Regions from separate parts of the Sus scrofa genome. Here region 2 is linked to region 1. Evidence: chromatin contacts called from public HiChIP or PLAC-seq data. All regions are on one chromosome and are shown on one strand. Each heading gives the region's core, a stretch centred on a gene start, on an enhancer-like site or on the middle of the called end of the contact. The rest is flanking DNA. Distances are from core to core; before and after follow the strand shown.

Region 1 (7,497 bases), core at 1,764-4,263:
GGCAATTTCTCTTAAAGCAACAGCGTGATTCTTCCTGTTCCTCAGACTGCTGTGTTTATCTCAGCCTCAACTTAGTAACTGCAGGATAATTCTTTGAAATAGTTTATGTAAACAGAGTATTTGGGGAGACAGTAGGGGGTAAGAGCACAGAATCTAATTCACATCCAGCTCTGTCATGTTGACTGTGGACTGGGGTCAGTAAACTTTTCACCTCTTTACTCTCATGTGTAGGTTATCTCTTAAGACTGTCAGGATTAAATGAAGTATATAAATCAGTGTTTTGTATATAAAGAAGGTATAAAGTGCTCAGTAAATACTCTTATTTTAGTCATAATATTCAGTTCTTTGACTTCTCATTCATCAGAAATGAAACTGGGAGTTCCCGTTGTGGCTCAGTGGTTAACCAACCCGACTGGCATTCATGAGGACGCAGGTTCCATCTCTGGCCTCACTCAGTGGGTTGGGGATCTGGCGTTGCTGTGAACTGTGGTGTAGGTCGCAGACATGGCTCAGATCCCATGTTGCTATGGCTCTGGCATAGGCTGGTGGCTACGGCTCCTATTCGACCCCTAGCCTGGGAACCTCAAAAAAAGAAATGAAACTGAATATCCCTGATCTGCAAGATTGCAGATGCCGCAGAAAAGGGCCTTGCTGCCATTTTACTGTGAATGCTCCTGCTCATGCTGGGAGGAGCAACTTCCTTGCTTTTGGTCACTTTGAATAATATTTGCTGGCATAGCCCAAAGGTTAGGATCTCTTTATCCCTTCAGGGACAGGCCAGAGCCAGGACTCCATGCAGCCTAACTGAGTGTCATAGCTGCCCCCAAAGGCACTTAGACCTCCCTTGGCTTGATGTCTACACCTGCTGGGATCATCGCCCAGGGACAAGGGCTTCCTCTCAGAGTACAAATCTCTGACCTGCCCACAGGGAGCTCCGTCCACTATAGGAAGTTACAGGGTGGGGGGAAGACCCACCTTGGCCTGAGGCCACGACTCCTTCCCTTTTTCATTCAGACCCACAGTCTTAACAGCATCTGGCACCTGCCTCATGCGACCCAAGTGAGTAGGCTGACCTTCTGCCCTGGGCAGCTCAGCACTTCTCACCCCAGAAGTCACTCTGAGGCATGGGTTTATTCAGATCCTACCACCACCACATGGCCTAGCTGATGAGATGCAGGGGAGTGTAGAAAAGAGTGTAATATGGCACAGAGCAGCGCTCCTCTGATCTGAACTTGCAGCCTTCCACCTGTTGAGACCCAGGCACTTAAGGCCATCTGAAGTGATCTTCCAATCAATCATCCTTCTGCCTGAGAAGACTCCAAAGCCAGTTAGTTCCTTGATCATCACCCGAATCCCATCTGGCCACTGGTATCAAGTCCAAGGATTTGAGGGCTGCTCTGGGAAAAGACATGGCCACAAGGGGGCGGTAGCACATAGGGAGCTTTTTTCAGCAGCATTTTGGAGGGATCTGGAGGGACTTGGAGGTCTCTCATTGGCAGGAGACCTTCCAGAGGCTTTGGCAAGAGGCTGGTGGGGCCACCACCCACAAGGGGAAGAGACAGGGGGCTCCAGGGGAATGGGGATCCAGAGGGGCTTCTGTGTCTAGGTGATGTCAGGGAGCTCTGAAGGACAGCAGAGGTAGGGCATTAGAGCACCTGCTTGTCTTCACCACAGCTCGCAGAGGTGGGGGTCCAGTTGTGAGTCTGGTACCAGTGAAATATGAGCTAATGTCCTCACCCGCTGTGAAGAAATAAACAACATAAGAGTCAATATATAGGGGCCGACTTTGACTCATTTGCATAACACCTGGCCATACGGTTTAATACTGAAACCTGTAAAAAGCCTTAGAGTGGTCTGTAAAAACACTAAGTTCCCAGAGAAAATCTCCAAAGGATAGGAGCAAAGAGAGCAGTCAAGAAAAAATTATATGCAGTAACTTAATATTTGAAAGGAAATATTCAGCCTTGATTATTAAAGACATATGAGTCAAAACAACTGTTGTTTTGTTCCTACATTACCTTGACAAAAATTATTTCATCCTGGAAAACTCTGGAGAAATAGATTCACTAATGTCTGCCAATTTAGTTAAATGTTGGGGGGAGTTCACTATCGGCAGATAAAATGTGCATCTTTTTAGCCCAATAATCCCATTACTTTAAATTTACCCTCTGAAAATAACCCCAAAAGGAGAAAAATACGCCAGCATTGATTACAAAAGTGAAGAACTGGAGATGGTTTAAAGACTTAATGATAGGAAGGTGAAGAGAATCTGCAATATTCACTTGCAGCTATTAAAATGGGAATCATGAAGCACACGTATGTAGATACATGGAAAAGTATACATTATGGAGAAAGAGCATAATATTACAGTGTACTTTGTTTATAGCCACTCTAAAATCTTTGTGCTCGTATTGTTCATGCTTAGAAGAGTCTATAGATGGAGGATACAAGTAATTTGCTTGGATGGAGATGTTTTAAGTTTGTTACTTGAAAATTTATATTAAGAGTAGAGTATTTCTGCAGTTCCCGTTGTGGTTCAGCGGGTTAAGAACCTGACTAGTATCCATGAGGACGTGAGTTCAATCCCTGGCCTCACTCAGTGGGTTAAGGATCCAGCTTTGCCGTGAGCTGTGGTGTAGGTTGTAGATGTGGCTCGGATCTGGCATTGCTGTGGCTATGGTGTGGGCTGGCAGCTGCATCTCCAATTTGACCCCTAGCCTGGGAACTTCCATATGCTGCTTGTGTGACCCTGAAAAGAAAAAAAACCAACAAAGAAACGAAAACAAAACAAAAAGAATTAAGTATTTAAAGTATTTCCTTAAGTTTCTCCCAAGGACTTAAACTTGCTCTTAGTCACACATGATTTTAGCACAAGTAGTCACATTGCTGGAATGCGAATCTGAACGCTGCTGCTCTACTTGTGTGCCCAGCCAGTTGGGCTACTATGTTGAGGCTACTGAGCCTCAGGAGAGGGCAAACTTGATCTGCTGAGGAGGAAAACAATGACGGTGACTTACTGGGAAACTTACTTCATCCTCCTGATTTATTTTTAGGCCCAGCTATAAGTTGGCCAGCTGTATCAATGACTAAGTGTTTTAGCTTCCTGGTTATGTTTTCTGTGGTCTTCTTCTAATATTTTAGAAGCTTATTTGGCTTGAGAAAGAGCAGGAAAAGAGAATGGGGAAGAATTTTCGAAGGATTCTCTGGAATTCTTTTTTTTTTTTTTTTTAATACCACTCAACACTTGGATTGCAACAGAAAAAGGTTAGAAAGGTGGGGAAATATAATGATAGTTGACACAGACGATGAATCAAGCACTGCCCAAGGTATGTGGATTTAACTCTAGCCTCTCAAAGTGACCCCAGGAGTTAAATTCTGTTATTGTCCCCATTTTACAGATGGCTAGAGGCACAACCACACAATGTAAGGTGCCCGAGTTTTCCCAGCTACTAACTGGCAGGGCTGGGATCTGAACCCAAGTAGTACAGTTCCAGTGTCTGTTCTTAACCACTGTGGGGTACTGGGTACACTCAGCCATATTTTCTAAAAGGAATGTAGAATAACTGGTTTTAGATTATTTAAGAGAGTGACCACTGCAATTTGGGGTTGGTTTGGTTGTCCTGGGATTGAAAACCAGAGGGATTATGTGGAGGGTTTTTTCCCCCCAAAGTCCCTTCCAAACTGTGTTCCCGGTACTTTTTTTTTTTTTTTTTTAGGGCCAAAGTTGCGGCATATGGAAGTTTCCAGGCTAGGGGTCGAATCAGAGCTACAGCTACCAGCCTATGCCACAACAGCGTGGGATCCGAGCCATGTCTGCAACCTAGACCACAGGTCACAACAACCCTGGCTCCTTAACCCACAGTGAGGCCAGGGGTTGAACCTGAATCCTCATGTATACTAGTTGGGTCCGTTACTGCTGAGCCACAGTGGGAACTCCCATGGAGTTCTTCTATCCACTTAGGTAGAGAGTGTAAACCTAACTTATTTTGGGGTGTAATGCTTATTCAGGATTAAAACTATGAATAATTAGATGATTTTATTTCCTAGGCTATGCTGACAGAGATTGAGCACAAGGTTGCCTCTCTGTTAGAGAACTGCAAAGATCAGGGCCTGGGGGATAGCGGGGCCACTCAACAGGAGGCGGAAGCACTTTCCTTGAAACTAAAAACTGTGAAGTGCAATTTGGAAAAAGTTCAGATGATGCTTCAGGAGAAATACAATGAGGAGCAGGTAAAGTATGGCTGTGTACAGATATGTATGTAGACAGACACATGGGTAGATGGACATGTATGTATACGCTCAGATGGATCCATCAGTAAGAACTCTGGATGGAGGTAAGGAAATACCTACAGAGGAATTATTCTAAGTGAGAAAGAATTAAGCCTCAGAAAGCTGTCAGGAATGGCTGCCCTGGATTTTGTTGTTGGTTTCATTTTGCTGTGCAGTTTTTCCATCTAGGTTGTTGTTAGTGATGGTATTGATTGGAGTTGGCTTGACTGGGTAGCTTGTTCTTGCTGATACTGAAGTCCATGCAAGCCTTCCTCATAAAAGAAATATGTATTTTAAATGAATTGTGTGACTCCAATTGACTGGAAAATGAATTCTTTATAGATAAGCTTAAAATTTGACATCAGAAACACAAAAACCTGTTTCCAGGGTACTTTTGTTATTCATTTAAAATATTTATATATACTGATCAAAGTACCATACAGTTAAAGTGTTCTAGTGACTTTTAAAAGCATTCTGTGTATATAAATGCAAATATGCTCTATGAGTAGGATCTTACTATGTAAGATTTACATCTCTACTTATAAGATGATGGTTTCTACTTACAGGACTTGCATTCACAGAAATAAGATCAGCTTCAGCTACACCGGCTATATGGAATCCCTTTTATCCTCATATGTTCTCTCTCTTTAAAAAATATCTACTAATGTATGATAAATGTCTACTTTAGACATAGGGGAAATTTGAGTTCAAAAGCATAATACTATGTCTGTTTTCTTCATTTTGCTCTAAGAAAAAAGGGCAATGGATTTCCTGGCTTTTAGTAATTTATAGGAGGAATTAAGTTGAGAAAATGATAAAATGATCACGTCATCAACTGTAGTGGGTTTTGGAGTTCTTATGAAATAAATACATTAAATCGTAGTATGTAATTACTATAATTAACAGAATATAATCATTTAATTCCTGTGAAATGTTCCATTTTGTAGTCTTACTGGATTTGAAATAAAGTGGGTCACCATTGTAAATAAATAGCCTGCCGTCATAAAATGTTTTGCAGAATTCTACCATTCTAAAGAAATCTTCAGAGCATCAGAAAGTTCTCCAACCAGATAACCTTTCTGAATTTGAATCTATTGTAACTGAAAGGCCACAATTCAGCAGACAAAAAGATTTCCAACAACAACAGGTAATTTCAGCCCAACAGTTATAAGGATAAGAATAAAGGTTTCTACATGGAATTTCCCATTGAAATAAAAACTGACCAGCCATGGGAGTGTTTTCTTATGTGACTTCATAGAAAGTTTAATGTGTGGGTGTGCAGCACCTCGGGGTTTTGAGTGTTTGCTACAGCACCTACTTTGTTTTCATCTACTACATCTGGGGACACTTGAACTTGTGTGTGTGGCTGCTTTAACAACTTGCATCTTTTTTAGGGCTGCACCCGCAGCATATGGAGATTCCCAGGCTAGGGGATCTAATTGGAGCTGTTGCCACCGGCCTACACCGGAGCCACAGCAACTCCAGATCTGAGCTGCTTCTGCGACCCACACCACAGCTCACGGCAACGCTGGATCCTTAACCCACTGAGCGAGGCCAGGGATTGAACCCAAAACCTCATGGTTCCTAGTTGGATTCGTTTCCGCTGCGCGATGACAGGAACTCCATTAACTTGCACTTACACCGCACTAAGCAAATGTCTTCAGAGTAAACTTAACCTCTGTAACTCCAACACTTCTTTCCCTATTGTTTCAAAATATATTAGTATATTTTTGGTGATTTTCCATGTGTGTAGTATATAGCAAACAATACTTGGTCACTGTAAGACTGTTTTAAATAGTTTTTTGAAAAATAAAAGTTAATGAGAACAAGCAAGCAAGGAAGAGAAGTAAATAATGATTTAGGAAGTGGTTCCAAATCACATGATCCCAACCAAGGAAACCTTTGGGTGCTATTTGAAAACTTTGATTCATTGGACCATTTGAATCCTATTCAATTATAGGTTCTGGAGTTAAAACCAATGGAACGGAATGATTTAATCAAATTCATAGAATTTAATGCTAACAAAATGTGGGTCCAGTATTGCCAACATGCTAAGGATACGACTCAGACATCATCTGTGAGGCAAGTATTTTTAAAGAATTAGACATTATACAGTAGTTTTATGGTTGGGAGAATCAGGAGTGTTTGTTTTACTATCACTTATAAAACATTATCCGAATGTAATAAAATTTGTGTATGATGATTATTCTTTTCACCTTTTGTTTTCCCTTAAAAGCAGTAAAGCATCTAGCCCTGAAAATGATGCTCCAGACTCGGTCTTGTCAGCCCAGGGCCAAAGTGGAGATAAGTGGCAATATTTACATCATGAACTCTCATCAAAGACAAGGCTCCCTCCACCTCAGCCTGTGCAGCCCCAGGTCAGCCTGTGTGCACACAGTATAGAGGAACGTGTTTGTGTCTTTGAAAATACAATAAGCATTTATTAAACATGCATGCGTGTTCTGCATTGTGTAGTAGTTTACTTGCAGAAAGCAAAGATGCCAGCAGGATTTTCATAGTTGGTTGTCCCTGTTCACCTTCCTGTAAATCTGTAGTCTGTGCTCCTCTTCAGTTCCCCTGTAGCACAGAAGCACTCTGGGCTTCCCTAATCCTGATCCACTGTGCACCTGTTGATTTGTCTACATTGCCCATTACAAGGCATGAGAAGAAAGACCATGTCTGCCTGGTTCACATTTGAGTGCCTGGCACAGTACCTGAAACATCATAAAATTGCCGTTACTATAAATGTAATGAATAATATATGTGAAAAACATACATTCCCTGGTGGCCTAGTAGTTAAAGAGCTGGTTTCATTGCTGTGGTTCAGGTTACTGCTTATGGCTTGAGTTCAGTCCCTAGCCTGGGAATTTTTGCATGCCGTGGGGATGACCAAAAAAAAAAAAAATGATATAGTGCTATATGTGTGTCATTCGTCCATCAAAAGATTATTTGGAATGTGCAGTGTGCCAGCCCCTGGCTGATGGTACCTGTCTATAGGTATTCTCACCTGCACACCTTATCATGCCTTATATTGCCATTACAAGGGTATATTCATGCTGTTCCAGCTATTGTGGATTTCTCTCTTAAGCAGGGAGCCACTGAGCAGAAGAGCACCATTGCTCCCAGCAGTCAAGCTTCTGACTTCAACTTTGCACTCAGATTGCCTAGGCAAAGGTTACTGATGAATTCCCAATTCCCTAGTCTGCTGGGAACTTTTCATTTCTCTTC
Region 2 (7,497 bases), core at 2,878-5,377, 300 kb before region 1:
GATTTAAATTTTAATCTGCTCATTGGATATACAAATAAGCAGTGAAATTAGCAAGAAATGACTAAACCCCACATTTGTTCATCATTCTTTCATGTCATCTGGTTGGCTGGCTATGTTAGCATAATACTTCCCTTTTAAAAGATTTATTGGGGGAAAAAACACTGTCAACAACATGTTTTGGACAATTCAGTAGACTAGAATGGACTATATTGTTAAATTTCTTGGGCATAAATATGGCATTGTGGTCATGCAGGCAAATACATGCTGAACTATTTAGTAGTGAAATGTCATGGTGCCTACAACTTATTTTCAAATGATTCAGAAATCGAGAAAGAGAAAAAAGCAAATTGGTTAAGTGCTAACAAGTGGTGAATCCAGGCAAATAATATGTGTTCCCTTTTTCTGTATATTTGAAATAAAAAGTTGGAAGAAAATGATATAAACAAAAAGGTTTGTAAAGCCTATGAAAGGGTAAAGCCTTTTGTGAAGAAGCAATGCCCGTGGCTTTTTTTTTTTTTTTTTTTTTTTGAGAAGCTAAATAAAACCCATTTTAATTCCTGCATCATATTCTAGTTGGGTTGAAATACAGGTTTTAGACCAAATGCTAAACTTGTGTTTTCCCAAGTAATTTTAAAAGGAAGCAAATATAGGTAACTCAAAAGGGAACTCTGGTATCAGACAAGGATAAGAAATTTGGGGGGATAGCTATTGTAGGTAGGAAACATGACTAAATCTGGGCTTGTCTGATCACAGGCAAAACTGACAGGTTAGTCTACAGATTGGATTAATGACACATACCTGAAAGTTTAGAATATATTACAAAGAGTTCCACAGTGTTTGTACCAGCGAGGATCTAGTCAGAAAAACAGAAACCCCTTTTTGAAAGAGAGAATTTAATGCAGGGAATTGGTTATAGAGGTTTTTTTGTTGTTGTTTTTGTTTTTCTGCACCCGCGGCACATGGAAGTTCCCAGGCTAGGGGTTGAATCAGAGCTACAGCTACCGGCCTACACCACAGCCACAGCAACACCAGATCCTTAACTCACTGAGCAACACCAGGGATGGAACCCGCATCCTTATGGAAATTAGTCGGGTTTGTTACTGCTGAGCCACAGCTGGAATTCCTGGTTACAGAGCTGATTGAACAGCTGAGGCTGAGAAGGCAAAGGGACAGTGAAGCAACTCAGAGTAAAGCCCTTCCCACCTCTAGAGCTTAGGGTCCAGTGAGAGGAGATGTCCTCAACAGAGCCTGGAAGCTGGGGCTGTGTCCTTGGGTGCTGCAGCTGGAGCAGGGGGAAGGGACTGCCAGCCTGGAGCAGGACCCCCAAGGTAGGGGCTGTTCCATGGAGTCTGGAGCCACTAAGGAGAGGAGAGAGTCACCGAGGAGACCACCACCAGAGGACGGGAGAAACCCCTGCTTTTCTCCTCCCGCGCTCTGACCTTTCACAAATGCGTCTCAATAGCTGAACCTACAGAGAAGCCATAGAGCAAGGAGGGTTTGGGAGAAGTCATTTCTTGTGATAAAGAGCAGAGTAGGGAGAGGGCAAGGAATGGATCTGAGAGCCAGCAGCTAGAGAAGAGACACACATGCTATTAAACCTTTTTTTTTTTTTTTTTTTTTTTTTGGTCTTTTTAGGGCCGCCCTAGCAGCATAAGGAGGTTCCCAGGCTAGGGGTCAAATTGGAGCTGTAGATGCCGGCCTACACCACAGCTCACAGCAATGCCAGATCCTTAACCCAGAGATCGAACCATCCTTCTCATGGATACTGGTCAGATTTGTTTCCGCTGAGCCATGAGGGAAACTCCACTATTAAAACATTTTGCTCTTTTGCTAAAATTTTTCAAATTCACAGTCATTTGTGATAGGCTTTTTAGGAACAATGGAAAATATAAAATTCTAGTAATAATAGGTGTTGAGTTGATTTAAGACTCATGAGGAAGTAGGATTTGAAAAACAGTATGCACAAAGTATATCTGGACTTCTATCTATATAGGATTGTTACAAAATGTCAAACTCACTTTGCATCTTCAGAGACAAATATTGTATAATTATATCTGCCATTGGTTACAGAGGGTTTTTTTGTTTGTTTTTGTTTTTTCTTTTTTGTTCACTCATTATTAGTCACCCCATTAGTTACCCTGACTAATGGGTGAACCATAGTCTCTGGAGAGTGTAATTAGTTTTCCAAAAGAATTTTCAGTCTTCTTCTTTTTTTTTTTTCCCCCGCTTTGCTTTTTAGTGCTGCATGCACAGCATATGGAGATTCCCAGGCTAGGTAGGGGTCGAATCAGAGCTGCAGCTGCCGGCCTATGCCACAGCTACAGCAACGTGAGATCTGAGCCACATCTGCAACCTACACCATAGCTCAAGAAATGCCGAATCCTTAACCCACTGGGCAAGGCCAGGGATCGAACCTGCATCCTCATAGTTGCTAGTCAGATTCATTTCCCCTGAGCCTTGATGGGAACTCCAGAATTTACAGTCTTAAAATGTGAATATCTGGTTGTCTGCCGGTAGAGCATCATCTGTGGGATTTTGAGCAGCTCTTGGGACAGCTGGCACAGATGAGGGAGTGGTTGCATTGCTGTCATGGTTAAATGTCATTCTGTATTCGCCTGTCCACCAGCAGAGGAGTTTTATCCTAGCTCCGAAGCACAGATTTAGCAGAATGAAAGCTCCACTAATTTCTCTCTTCTTAGGTCCACCATTCTCTAGGTGGGAAGACATGCTGGGATAACATTATTTCATCTTTTCAGTCTGTGGACCACTTCAGGGGAAGAAAGCAGAAATAAAAACCTTGCATTCTCCTACTCTATCTGCTTCCACTTCCCTTTGTAAAGAAAACTTCTGCGAGTGAGAAGGGTGAAAATGATCTGACCTACTTCTGTCTTGGCAGCATCACTTTATCACACTAAAACAGGTGCATAGGGGTGGGAATGAAGATTTGGTGGTAGAAAAGATAGAAGGATGAATAAAGTAGGAAAACTAACACTATCTAGTTGGCCATTGTGGATAAGTTCATGCTTAGGAAGTCAACATGAAAGGCAGAGTCTAAATTAAAGATGACAAAGAGGGAGAGGTTTTATTTAGCCTGCACAATTGTTTTAGAATTTTAACTTATTTGACATTAAAAAATTGAAAATTCTAGGAGTTCCTGTTGTGGCTCAGTGGGTTAGGGATGGGCTTTTGTCTCTGTGCAGATGTGGATTGGATCCCTGGCCTTGCTCAGTGGGTTAAGGATCCAGCGTTGCTCTGGCTGTGGTGTAGGCCAGCAGCTATAGTTGTGGTTTGACCCCTGGCCCAGGAACTTCCATATGCCACAGGTGCAGCTATAAAAAGGAAAAAAAAAAAAAAAAGGCAATTCTAGCTTCTGTTATAAATTAGGATGATCAGGGCACACTGGGCTCTCATCACGCATGGCAACATATGCTGAAGCTGGTCCTTTGTAGTACTCCGCTTTCCAGCTTTACCTGGTTCAGGCAATTATTTGCCAGCCTCTGTTAGGCAAATAATTCTCTTTTCTTTTTCTCTTTATCCTAGACTGGCTAAGGATTTGCACTGACTATCACCCTCATATTCTACTCTCTCATTTGGAATCAGTTTCTGTAATGCTTAGAGTCTATTTATTAAGTCAGTAGTTTTTGAATCAGTGAAACTCCAGCTCAGAAACTCTAGTAAATACTCCCATTTCAAATTTCTTTGTGAAAGGAAGGATTTATGAAAGATATTGTTGATTACATATACAGACACATCTTTGCCTATAATTAAAATAATTTGCATTGATAAAAAAAAACCTAGAAGGAAAGGCAAATATCCAGTGATAAATGTTAACTAGCTCAAGTTAAATCCTCATGTAAGCTGACTCTGAGTCTTGCCCTTTGGTAGTGCTGACCGCATTACAAATTGTTGATCCCTTGCACTACTGCTAGACAGTTAGCTCCTGGTGGCAAGGATTCTGTTAGTTTTTCATATTGCCATATTCTAAAGTGCACAGCAAAGAAGATCATTCGTTCAGTACATAGATGTAAATATACCAAGAAACTTTTTGCGCACTTTGTGCTCAAACAAAGCTATAGCAACCAAACATAAAATTATTTTTCAGATTCCTAACAACCAGAACAAAGAGAAGCAGCCAAGGGACTTGGCTTGTGCCCTAACCAGCCAAGGATTAGCCTTGTCTCAGAAATCAGTGTGGAAAAAACAAGTAAATTCTAGCTAAGGAAGTCACTCTGGATTCCTAGTTACTAGTGCCTTGAGGAGCAGAATTTAGGGTCCATATAACTGGCCTGGGTTTCAGGGCAGGATTTTTGACTCTTGAAAGTACACAGTCACAGACAAACTGGCTTTCAGATGGGAAGCCAGTTGATAAGAGCAAAATGCGGAGTTCCCATGGCTCAGTGATTAACGAATCCGACTAGGAACCCTGAGGTTACGGGTTCAATCCCTGGCCTTGCTCAGTGGGTTAAGGATCCAGCATTGCCGTGAGCTGTGGTGTAGGTTGCAGATGCGGCTCGGATCCCACTTTGTTGTGGCTGTGGCTGTGGCATAGGCCAGCGGCTACAGCTCCGATTTGACCCCTAGCCTGGGAACCTCCATATGCCACAGGTGCAGCCCAAGAAATAGCAAAAAGACAAAAAAAAAAAAAAAAAAAAAAAAAAAAAAGCGAAACGCAAACCTTATTATTTGCATTGAGGGTTTAGGAGGTTGCAAAATCCCATTAGTAGTCCTGTCCAACAAGGTTAGAACAGGATGAGCTTAATTTGGTGAGCTAATACACTAAACTTCCCACTTTCAGAATTGTTCCCCAGAGTCCAGGGAGGGGATAAAACTTCAGTGGTGGAGGACACTGAGAACAGAGAATCAGGCAGGCCATTAAAAATGCCAGGGTTAATGCTAGTCTAGCTATTTTCTCTCATGATGTGTCTCATTGTGCCACAGTGACATGGGAAAATGAAATACAAATAGTAAAATACTAGTGGGAAAGATGAAATATGCAGCAAAAATACTTTAACACCCCAAGATAGGCATTCCCATAGTGTCTCAGTGGGTTAAGAATTGTCTCCATGAGGATGTGGGTTCAATCCCTGGCTTCACTCAGTGGGTTAAGGGTACCGGATTGCTGTGAGCTGTGGTGTAGGCCTGAAGGGGCAGCTCTGATTCCACCCCTAACCTGGGAACTTCTGTATGCTTCAGGTATGGCCATAAGAAGTAAAAAAACAAACAACCCCCCCCCCCCAAGATCTTGATGTAAGTAATAGTGAAAAGCACTTGTGAAGTACTCGGTAAAGCTAGACTCCCCTACCCTGTGCATGCTTGGATGTTGTGGTACACACTCATGGGATCCCTTTGGACTCCCTCTGGTGGCACACTAATCTTCAGTGATTACTGAATATTTTCAAGAATCTCATGTAAATTTCAGAAGAAAAATTTTCTTGTACATTCCTTCATTGAGGTTTTCATTGAAAATAGTTGTTTAGCTGACCAATCTTAAATTTTCAAATAAGTGAAAAATGAATTCACCAGAAAACAGATGCTAAAATCAGACCCACGGATAAACTTGATATAAGGTAGAATTAGCCTGGCAGATCAATAAAGAAACATAAACCAACTGGAAAGTGATCAAGCGATATAATTAGGTATTTCACATCTAATCCTAGCTGTATGAAATAATCATATCTTAAAAGAGGGAGCATTTATGGCCAATAAACATGTAGGAATATTCTTCTTCTTCTTTCTTCTTCTCTTCCTCCTCCTTCTCCCCCTCTCCCTCCTCCCCTCCCCCTCCTCCTCCTCCTCCTTCATCCTTTTTAGGGCCACACTTGCAGCATATGAAACTTTCCAGGCTAGGGGTCGAATTAGACCTGCAGCTGCTGGCCTACACCGCAGCCACAGCAATACCAGATTCGAGCCACATCTGTGGCCTACACCTCCTTAACCCACTGATTGAAGCCAGGGATCAAACCCACTGAGCCACAACAGCAACTTCTGTGGAAAGATTCTTAACCTCATTAGTGAATCAGAGAAATACAAGCTAAAACCAGTGAAACCATTTCACACCTACCAGACTAGCTAAAAAAACCTGAAAATTGGTCAGTTTTTGATGTTGATAAGGAAATAGAGCCACAGAAACCCTCATATACTCCTGATGGGACTGTAAATTTGTTAATGACTTTAGGTAACAACTTTACATTATAATTTACAAATACCATTTCTAATGATCCAGCAATTCCACTCCTAGATATTTACCCTAAAGAACAGTTTTTACATAAACCAGTAGGCATGTGCAAGAGTTTCTTAGCTTCACTATTCATAATAGCAAAAAACTGGAAACATCATCAAAGGATAAAACTGTGGTGTATTCAAACCGTGGAATACTATATAGCAGTGAAAAGGATGGACTACAGCTAGAGGCATGAATATGGATGAGAGTCTCAAAAGTTCTGTGTGGGTCCAAAAGCTAGCACTGAAAAGTACTTAATAATTCCATTATGTAAAGGTCAAGGACAGGCAAAATTAAAAATATAATTCACGGGGTTCCCGTTGTGGCACAGTGGAAACGAATCCGACTAGGAACCATGAGGTTGCAGGTTCAATCCCTAGCCTTGCTTAGTGGGTTGAGGATCCAGCGTTGCCGTGAGCTGTGGTGTAGGTTGCAGACATGGCTCAGATCCTGCATTGCTGTGGCTCTGGTGAAGGCTGGCGGCTATAGCTCTGATTAGACCCCTAGCCTAGGAACCTCCATATGCTGTGGGTGCGGCACCAAAGACAAAAGACTATATGTATATGTAATTCCTGAAATTATATATATTTTATATAATTCAGGGATATATGCTTAGGTAGCAAAAAGTTTATTTCAAAAGTTTAAAAGTTGGTGTTTATCATGCTTTAAACTGTATGTACTGGAGTTCCCTTTGTTGTGCAGTGGAAATGTATCTGACTAATATCCTTGAGGATGTTGGTTTGATCCCTGGCCTCACTCAGTGGGTCAGGAATCTGGTGTTGCCTTGAGCTGTGGTGTAGATTGCAGACGGGTCTCGGATCCCACATTGCTGTGGCTGTGGTGTAGGCCCACAGCTGTAGCTCTAATTCGACCCATAGCCAGGGAACTTCCATATGCCATAAGTGCGTCCCTAAAAAAAAAACAAAACTGTATGTACTTATTGAATTTTGCTCCTGCATTTATGATATATTTCAGAATAATAAAGTAAAATAGAAAGTATTTATTTAATTCTATATTCTGTGAGAGTGAATGATTACCCACTTGCTCCTGATTTCTGCGTGATGTCATTATGAGACCAGCCTTCCAAACATGGTTTCCATCAAACTGATCCCCACTCAGACAGCATCAAGGTTTCCTATTCACCCTCGTGTGAAGTTCAATCACTCTAGGTAACAGGGGATTCAAGGCCCTCCCTAATTTGATCCCAGTTGACCTTTCCTGCCTGTTTTCTACTATAGCCTTTGCTGTAGCCACACTGACCTACTCACTAATACTGA

The links. HiChIP or PLAC-seq counts read pairs in DNA pulled down with a chosen protein or histone mark.
Region 2: an H3K27ac HiChIP or PLAC-seq map of skeletal muscle shows a contact between it and region 1. The contact joins two enhancer-like sites. A contact is called at or near these places in 2 of 2 datasets of contacts at active chromatin or transcription factors (alveolar macrophages and skeletal muscle).

The regions. Positions count from the first base shown.
Region 1 is chr1:194,010,132-194,017,628 of Sscrofa11.1, reverse strand. SYNE2 (nesprin-2) reads left to right here. Exons shown (of 117, transcript XM_021074116.1): 68 at 4,048-4,230; 69 at 5,288-5,416; 70 at 6,230-6,351; 71 at 6,506-6,647. Among named protein-coding and RNA genes, the nearest start is that of ESR2, 170 kb to the right of the region's middle. Within about 2 kb of position 3,013, at least 6 of the 83 cell types and tissues checked have an H3K27ac peak or open chromatin away from gene starts, as enhancers often do. A contact at or near this core is called in skeletal muscle, where this site is marked.
Region 2 is chr1:194,315,356-194,322,852 of Sscrofa11.1, reverse strand. All of the region lies in intron 2 of SYNE2 (nesprin-2), which reads left to right. Among named protein-coding and RNA genes, the nearest start is that of SGPP1, 33 kb to the left of the region's middle. Within about 2 kb of position 4,127, at least 1 of the 83 cell types and tissues checked has an H3K27ac peak or open chromatin away from gene starts, as enhancers often do. A contact at or near this core is called in skeletal muscle, where this site is marked.